3 separate regions of the Mus musculus genome follow, and regions 1 and 3 are each linked to region 2. The links are chromatin contacts, called in public promoter capture Hi-C maps. All regions are on one chromosome and are shown on one strand. Each heading gives the region's core, a stretch centred on a gene start, on an enhancer-like site or on the middle of the called end of the contact. The rest is flanking DNA. Distances are from core to core; before and after follow the strand shown. Region 1 holds the start of Hinfp (histone H4 transcription factor). Region 2 holds the start of Tmem25 (transmembrane protein 25). Region 3 holds the start of Scn2b (sodium channel, voltage-gated, type II, beta).

The links. Promoter capture Hi-C pulls out the DNA fragments that hold promoters and counts their contacts.
Region 1: a contact with region 2 is called in a promoter capture Hi-C map of neural stem cells. The contact joins the promoter of Hinfp here to the promoter of Tmem25 in region 2. A contact is called at or near these places in 3 of 39 promoter capture datasets (cranial neural crest, liver and neural stem cells) and 1 of 9 other capture datasets (liver).
Region 3: a contact with region 2 is called in a promoter capture Hi-C map of pre-B cells, with 2.6 times the contacts expected there. The contact joins the promoter of Scn2b here to the promoter of Tmem25 in region 2. A contact is called at or near these places in 6 of 39 promoter capture datasets (the 3T3-L1 cell line, embryonic stem cells, hippocampal neurons and 2 more), 1 of 115 datasets of contacts at active chromatin or transcription factors (bone marrow-derived macrophages) and 1 of 9 other capture datasets (embryonic stem cells).

What each region holds. Positions count from the first base shown.
Region 1 is chr9:44,304,285-44,307,201 of GRCm38.p6, forward strand. Hinfp (histone H4 transcription factor) reads right to left here and starts at 1,387. Exons shown (of 10, transcript NM_172162.3): 1 at 1,332-1,387.
Region 2 is chr9:44,797,964-44,800,663 of GRCm38.p6, forward strand. It overlaps Tmem25 (transmembrane protein 25), which reads right to left and starts at 1,284. Exons shown (of 8, transcript NM_001357385.1): 1 at 701-1,284; 2 at 158-469. The coding sequence starts at 770. It overlaps Ttc36 (tetratricopeptide repeat domain 36), which reads right to left. Exons shown (of 3, transcript NM_138951.1): 3 at 1,437-1,770. The coding sequence ends at 1,508.
Region 3 is chr9:45,116,493-45,119,540 of GRCm38.p6, forward strand. It overlaps Scn2b (sodium channel, voltage-gated, type II, beta), which reads left to right and starts at 1,384. Exons shown (of 4, transcript NM_001014761.2): 1 at 1,384-1,601. The coding sequence starts at 1,532. The region is part of intron 1 of Gm10684 (predicted gene 10684); the gene reads right to left.

The DNA of each region.
Region 1 (2,917 bases), core at 137-2,636, 490 kb before region 2:
AGGCATTCAATACCATAATTTGTCTTTGCTTTGCCCACACAATACTAGATCCCACTACTCCTTTAACGTTAAAATGTAGATTCCATTTGACTGAAGGAGCCCTGTTTACACTCCAGTGTCTATACTTTACTAAACATTTTTAAGAATATAATAAGCTGGGCGTGGTGGTGCACGCCTTTAATCCCAGCACTCGGGAGGCAGAGGCAGGCGGATTTCTGAGTTTAAGGCTAGCCTGGTCTACAAAGTGAGTTCCAGGACAGCCAGGGCTACACAGACAAACCCTGTCTCTAAAAACAAAACAAAACAAAAGTATATAATAAGTATGTAGTTTAAAAGAACGAGAACAAAGTGAAAGGTTGATGCAAAATTTCTAGGAGGGACATTAAAGGGACAATTCTGCAGAAGTGAGATGGCTCAGTGGGGGAAAGCAGCTCTTGTCACACTAGCCTGACAACCTGAATATGACCCCAGGAACCCCACCACCACCATTCACTCACATATGCTCACACCACTAATCAAGTGGTGGGGAACAGGGTGGCGTTGCCAGTCTTTGAGACAGGATCTCTTGAGAATTTCAGGACAGCCAGAGCCACAAAGTTAAGATGGTCTCACAAAAAAGAAAGCCACCACGGACATCACATTATGTCTAAGGGTGTATCTGTCTGAAGAGGAAGTCAGAAGGATGGAGAAGGAAAATAAAACGAAACTCCTTAGTTTTGTGATCTTAAATTACTTAAGCCATATGGGCCTAATGCACTACTGAGGCTCACTAAGGGTTTGCTACATCTAGCCTTGTTTCTGAGTGTTAATTAGGGGATGGAGAAGCATCCAACCCCCCCAGGATCCTTACCTGACATTTCATCACTAGTCAAAGTACAAAACCATCCCATCAACAATTATCAGGAGAGTATATACTCTATCGCCAGGCACCAATGAACTCTGAGCCACAATCCAGAAGAAAGGCCCAGGTCCTAAACAAGGACTCACAGACCAGGATCTGACGGCTGAACCCCGCAACCAATCCAAGGCGCAGGACCAGGGAGATCGGGACACGAAAAGGCCGGTGGGCAGCCTCGCCTGGGCGCTGAGGCCGGAGGATAGGTAGCTAGAACTCAGAGGAAGTAGCCCATCCGGGAGAGCTTCCCGGGATCCCCGGCGTCAAGCGTGGTGCCGAGGGAGTCCAGCCGCAGAGACCCCCTAGCCCGAGGGCGCGGAGGCTAAGGGCCGGCACGGACGCCACACCGAGCGGCTCCAGGAAGCCCGGCCTTCCGCAGGCTCCGGAGAGAGCCGCTTTAGCCGCCAAGGTACGGGAGCCGCAAGCCTCCACTCACCTGCCAGCGCCGCTGGTTTGCCCAGCGCCCCACCCACCTCACACCATCTACCCCGAGGCGTTTGAGCGACGACCAGCGACAGCCAATCGCCGCTCTCGAGTCGACCGACAGCCAATGGCCGCTGCGTCTGTCAGAGCCCGTGCGCACCAAAACACGGAAGAGGCGGGAATCGTCCCGGAGAGGGCTCCGAGTCCCAAGGGGGAGAGTGAGGGACGACCGGATGTGGCTGAAGTTCGCGTCACCTTCAAAAGTGGGTTGGGCCTGCTCCCGACTGTGCGCAGGCGGGAAGCTTTGAGGCTTGAATTCCCACTACTGCGCAAACTCGCGCCGACCACCCACTGGGCATGCGCCTAGTTTGGCCGGCCTTGTCTGTCATCTTCCTCACGGTGTTTGTAGTTCGGTTAGTTGTCTAGGTAGTTCGCCTACACTGGGGCACCACCTTCATCTTTGATTTTCTTAAGTCTTCTCTGTTTTATGTACCGTACCCCAGGTTGACCTTGGACTCACAGAGACCCACCTGCCTAAGTGCGCCACCTCACCAAGTTTAAGGGATACTGGGGGATTCATTCAAGGGTTTCTGCTTGCTAGACAAATGCTCTACCAACAGACACACACACACCAGCCCCGGAGTCTACTTTTTTTTTTTTTCTTTTTTCTTTTTTTTTTTTTTTTTTTGGTTTTTTCGAGACAGGGTTTCTCTGTGTAGCCCTGGCTGTCCTGGAACTCAGAAATCTGCCTGCCTCTGCCTCCCAAGTGCTGGGATTAAAGGCGTGCACCACCACGCCCGGCCGAAGTCTACTTTCTTTAACACGTGATCATCCATATTCCTCTATCTTCACTTCCATTCTGTTCGACGAATGACACCCATTCCAGAACTCCACACTCATTTAACATGCCCCAGTGCTTAATTTCTCTACAAGACATCCTTCACAGAGCCCAGCAAAGTGATCTTTAACAAAACCAGACTCGATCAAGTCAGAATTCTGTGTAAAATATTCAAAGGCGTTCTGTTGCCTTCAGTACAATGGCCCCAAACCAAATGGAGAATTTCCAAACGCCAGCATCTGGGTGCTGCCTACCTCAAATCCTATCTTGCGTCTTGGACCTCATTTCCTGCACCTCAGACACAAATTTCAGTTTCCCCACCACACTGTGCCTCCTTTTACTTCCCATGTGTCCACTTGTTTTCCCCTGAAAGTCTCCCCTTCCCACTTCCCATTACGTAACTAGCCATTCTTGTGTTTTCAATGGAGACGGTCCTTTGCCTGAGAATTGACTCTTCTTATTATGATATATTGTATTTGTGCTTACTACTGTGCAGTCTACACTACCCAGTGAGAAAGACCAGTTGCGCCTATTTCTTCGTTTTTATAAACCAGTCACAGTCACACAATCCAGTGAAGGAAATTCAGAATTTAAAATTGCCATGCTCAAGCCAGGCGTGGTAGTGCATGCCTTTAATCCCAGCACTCGAGGGGCAGAGGCAGTCGGATTTCTGAGTTCGAGGCCAGCCTGGTCTATAAAGTGAGTTCCAGGACAGCCAGGGCTACACAGAGAAACCCTGTCTCGAAAAAAAAAAAAATGCC
Region 2 (2,700 bases), core at 34-2,533:
AAATAGAAATTCTCTCATATCGTGTTTATGAATGTCCTGTTAAAGCTAAATGTGTCATGCGTATGAGTAATCTCAGCACTCTAGAGGCCGAGGCAGGGGATTGGCAAGTTTGAGTCCAGCCTAGGCAATGTAGTAAGACTGTCTCAGGGATACTTACATTGCACATTGAGGATGACAGAGGCATTGGCTGGCCGGCCACTCCCTGGGTCCTGCAGGGAGCAGTTAAGCTCATGTTGGGAGCGCTGGGCAGTAACAGTGAAAGTGCTGGTTCCTCCAGAGAAGGCGTCCCCACCCACACTCAGCAGTCGGGAGGTGGTGGCCTCCTGTAGCTGTCCATCCAGGTACCAGGCTAATCGGGGAGTGGCAGAACCTCCTGCAACCCGACAGGTGAAGGCATGGTGCTCATTCTCCCTAAGCGCTCTCTCAGCCCAGGTCTGACCATCAATTTGCGGCGCCAGCTCCCCTTGACCTGGAACACAGCAGGCAGCCGCTGGGAGGCACTTGGAGAGACCACAGTGAGGTTCAGTTACAGAGAGGCAGCAGGCCAAGAGACAGGGCAGCTGGTTTCTCTGACCAGGATCTGCATAGACTTATGGTAGGGAAGTAGGGATAGGGGAACCCAGCCCTGGAGACTGGAGTGGGTATCGTGAGAGGAGATGCAAGCAAGGAGGGTTTGGCCAAAGGATGAACTGGGGTATACCTGAACTTAAGAGGGCAGGAAGGAGCAGCAGTGTGTGCCGGAGGGTAGCTTGGCTTAGAGGCAATTCCATGGTGATCAGGGACCGGCCTCCAGGCTGCTGAGAGAAGAGTACCAGCCATGTAGGCCTAACAATTCCTGCAATAATTTACCATGCACTGATGTAGACTGGCCCACAGTGGCCAAGACACCGGCACAAATAGACACAATCAGCAAGACCCAAAGGAAGAGACCCTATGGCAACACTTCGTCTCTGTGCGGGCATAGAGGCCAGCACTGACAGTAGATGACCACAGACAGACAGACAGACAGACAGACATGCACAGGCGCCCTTCCCCTTCCCCCCCAAACGATCGTCCTTCTCTTGACCCGGTTCACTCCTCGCTGGCCTTGGCTCTCCCTCCCATATCTCGCCATGCACCGCTTTTCCAATCTCGGCTGCTCAGGTGGACTTGGGCCTAGCAAGAGAGCGTCGCGGATCCGAGGGTCGCTGGAGCATCCTGCTTTCGGGTCAGCTCACCTGGCTCCCTCCCAGAGTGAGCCCCAGCAATTGCTCAAGAAGGCTGAGCACCGCAGTCCGCTGCAAGGGCGGGGCCCGCGCCAGGCAGGACCAATCGCTGCCCGAGCAAGGGCAGGTGGCCGTTCCAGCCCCGCCCTGTCCCGCCTCCTCCCTACCCCCGCCAAGGCCTCCACCGTGAGGCTGGTTAGTAAGCAGGCGGACACAGAGCAGACGCAGTCCGAGAGTCCCGGAAGTTTTATTGGGTCCTGGTTGGGTCAGGGTCCCCCTCTCCATCATTCGGCCGGCCACGCTCAGCGCCCGTTGCTGGGCGCGCGCAGCTGCCCCATCATGTCGGCCAGCATGCGGTTGCACAGCGCGGCGTACGGGTTGAGCAGCACTAGCTGGCGCCGTGCGAACGGGCTGCCCAGTCGCGCAGCCTTCTCGAAGTCCCTGCGGGCGTCGTCGTCCCGGCCCTGAAATCTCGCCAGTAGCCCGCTCTGCACGAAGCTCTGGCGGGCGGCGCGACCCCGGCCGCCGCTCAATGTCACCGCGCGCTCCAAGTCCTCCAGGGCGCCTGCGGGCGGACAGGGAGAGGGCGGCGCAGGTCAGCCGGGTGTGGGCAACCGAGCCCCCGCCCACCTGCCGAGCAGAGCAGCCCATCCCCTCCTTCGTGCAGCAGACTTTTGAACCACGAGGGATTATTTCTAACCCGAGATGAAGGGTTGCTACAATTGGCTTGTGGGCCGCCCACGGGCAGAGCTGAGATCAAAGTCCAAGGCTCTCCTTGGCCTTGTTCCTGGTATGTCCTAACATTAATGCACCCAAACGTGAATGTTTTCTAGAGGATCTGGCCACTGTGTTAGTGAATCCATCAATTATCAAATAGTCGTAGTTCACACAAGTGGAGCCTAGCACCTACTGTGTGTTTGGTGGCCCACTTTGAACCCTAGAGTTCAAGAAATCTCATTAGCTAACAGAACTGTTTCCTCTTTTCCAATGCAGACTACGAAAGCGGCACGTTCCCCATTTTTCTCCTTCATTATCTCCACGGTCTTCATTACTCTGTATCTTATTTCATTGGAAGAAGGTCGTGGAGCCAGAGCTGGCTGCACTGTTTTATTTTCGTGATTCTCAGAGGAACGTACTTGGATTGAGTTTCAGAACTCATCCCGGAACCTCAGGCAGCCAGCTTAGGGTTTCTGTTAGGTCCACGGGCTGCTTTCTTTGGACCCTGCCTCTATTCATAGTCTCCAGTTTCCTAAAGAGGCTGCCAGGGCCCTTGCATTGCTCAGCACCATCGTGGAGAAAGGCTGAGTTTCCCTCAGAGGTCCAGGTTGGGACTGCAGACTGAGCAGCTCTGGGACCAGCTCAGTTTCCCTCTTCACAGCTAGTCTGCAGGAATCCAAGCCTCTACAAGTGGAGTTACCTCTGCATCTCCAGGCTTTCCATCTGTAGGTTGTCAACAACAACCTATGGCAGACAAGCCTCCTGTCATTAGGATGAG
Region 3 (3,048 bases), core at 134-2,633, 320 kb after region 2:
CTAAATAAATGATTGCTGTTTAAGGACCTGTGATACGCTTGGCTCTGTTCTCCTCTTTGCTTAGGGCCACTTCTCTCCTAACTTCTACTTGTGACAACCTGTATTCTCCCCTCCTTCGAAATAACAAGTTTCAAACATACACCAAAGCCAAGGGAAGTGTGCCCCAGGCACCACCAATCATCTGGGACCATCAGCTACATTACCCACGGGTGTTAAAAACACAGACACTATCTTTATGATACCCGGCAGCATTAGACGTTATTTGTTGACATAATCAACGTCCAGTTTACATTCGCTCCCTGCTCCCCTTGTCTCAAAACCTGTTCCTTTCCTTGTTGATTTGTTTGAATCCGGGTCCCTCAGAGGTCCATGCTCTATTCTCTTGTAAAAGTCTCTTAGGCATTTGTGCATCAGCCTTCTCTGACAAGTTCTGTATTCTGCGGAAATGCTAGAGCAATGAGGAAGTCATTACTTTCCAAGAGCCTCCTGCCCACTTCGCTGAACCCAAACAACAAAAGGCAACTCTTTCCTGGGTGTTTACATCTATGTACGTACGTATGTACGTACGTACGTATGTATGATCTATCTATTCTCTTGCCCCTCCCCGTGTGTGTGTGTGTGTGTGTGTGTGTGTGTGTTGGGGAGAGACAGAGAGAGACAGACAGACAAACAGAGAGACAGAGAGAGAGCATGTAGCATGAGTATACAGGTGCCACTAATGTGTTGAGGTTAGACCATAACTTGCAGGGATCAGTTCTCTCCTTCTGCTGGGTGACCAGGTGTGTTCCCGGGGATCAAACTCAGGTCATCATGCTTGGCAGTGGCCACAAGCACTTTCCCCAGGGAATCAACTCACAGGCCTTTGGGGCGTATTCATATGATAAAAAGGACTTCCTTACAGCCCTTTGATAAAAACAGATGGCTCTAACAGTCTTTCTCTTTTTCCTTTTTTCTTTCTCTCCCTCCTTCCCTCCCTCTCTCCTTCTCTCCCCTCCTTCCTCCCCTCTCTTGCAAGGGTCTTGCTTTGGAGCCTAGGCTAGCTTTGGACTGCTATGAGTTCAAGGCAGTCCTGTCTCTGTTTCCCTAGTGCTAGGATTGCAGGCACGTGCCACCTCACCTAGAATTCTCTAACAATTTTCAAAGTCTAAAAATCATTTCAAATGCAGTAGGAAGGCAAAATTTGATTGAGCTCTGAGTTTAGAGGCTAAATTTTCTGGCAACTTAATTTCTTCCAGGAATATCTTTTTTATGCCCTCCCACCTGCTTTCTGAAATCCACCAACCACAATATTTACTCCATCCCCTTTTTTTTCTTCCTTTCCCTTATACACCACCCCCCTCTCTTTTTAGCAGCCACATACAAGTCGGCCATATTAGAGAGATGGAAATAAAGCTTCCTCAATGTTGCATATGTCTTTGAAGTACATCCGTGCATTTTCTTTTTTAGCATTTAACCATTCCTACCTTGTGGTCCTTGGTCCCTCAATCACCCTTTCCCACAGCCCACCCGCCTAACGTCACAGTCTCTGAAAATGCACAGGGATGCCTGGCTACCTCGCCCTGCCTTCAGTCTCACGGGGCTCAGTCTGTTTTTCTCTTTGGGTAAGTTAGAACCACATCTGCATGCTCCTAAGGGTCAGAAGTGCAGCTGCAGCGGAAAGAGGAGGGGGCGGGGGAGGGGGCAAGAGGGAAGGAGTGTGAGCCGCTTCCCTCTGTGTCCTTGGGAAGGGGCGTGCTGGGGATCTGGGACAGCTGGGACTGCCGGATGCTGGGCTTCTCCTTCCCAGAAATGTTGACTAGAGGGTGAGTGTTGCTCGGGGATGAAAATGGTCAAATTTATCAAGAGGTGGTTCATCCTGTAGATTTCCCTGAAGTGGACCCATGTGGGGGTGGGGCAGAGCTAGGCTGCTCTGCGGTCTCTTCAGGGATTTTTCTCTTCACCACCACCACCACCACCACCACCACCACCACCACCACCACCACCACCATCATCATCATGTTTTCATTTTCAGTTACTTCCCAAGAGATCTCATAGGAGTTGCTGGCTTCTTTAAAAGTCTCATTTGTGAGCCCGTTCCCTGGGATCTGGTGGATTTAAAGGAGATCGCGTTCTCGAGAGTTGGGGGCAGAGAGTTGAGCCTATCCCACCAATTTGTTGGGATGCGTGTGGGAGGAGGTGGGTATCAGGCTTAAGGACCAGCTCCGGGTTGGCAGGAGAGGCACCAGAGTAGCTGCTACCGAGGCAGGCACCCCTGGTGTGAACCAGATGGAATGGATGAGGTCAGGTGCCCAGGATCCTGGGAAAAGGAGCAAACTGTAAGTGGAACCTAGGGAGAGTTCCTTTAAAACCAGTCTCCGTGGTCCAGCCCAACCTTGCAGACCACCCTGTCGTAAGGTCCCAAAGCCAATTTCATAGCTGAACACCTAGAGACCTCGTACTAGGCAGGTATGTTAGGAGGCTATTTGTAGGCCTGCTTCCCGACTCTACCCCACCCCACAACCCATAAGGTCTCACTTTGTAGTCTTGGCTGATCTCGAACTTTCAGTGATTCTCCTGTCTCTTTCTCTTCCTGGGTGATGGGATTACAGACAAGTGCCACCATGCTGGGCTCTAAACCTGCCTTGTGGACAGTTTTACTCTCACTCTTAAAATTCTCTCTGTAGTGCCTGAGGGTCAAGTTTAAGGATCTTAGGTGAGATTAGGTCCCACTATAAGCTCTCTCAATCTGTCTGTCTCTCTGTTGTCTCTCTTTCTGTCTCTATGCTGGTCTCTGTCTCTCTGTCCCACCTTCTGTGTCCTTTCTCACTGTGCTGGGTGGTATATCCCCCCTCCCTCTCATGCTGGGTATAGGGCCCACAGGGATAACAGAGACATGAAGCAATCCTGGTAACCTGCAAGATAAAGATCTAACATCTTTCGTCTTTCGGAACTGGACCCAAGTTTAAAACTAGCTTTGTGTTTTACTCTATAACCATGGGCGAGACCCTACCTACCCCGAGCGCCACTTCAGCATCACTGCTCCCATGGGAGACTGGAGACTGTCTCTTG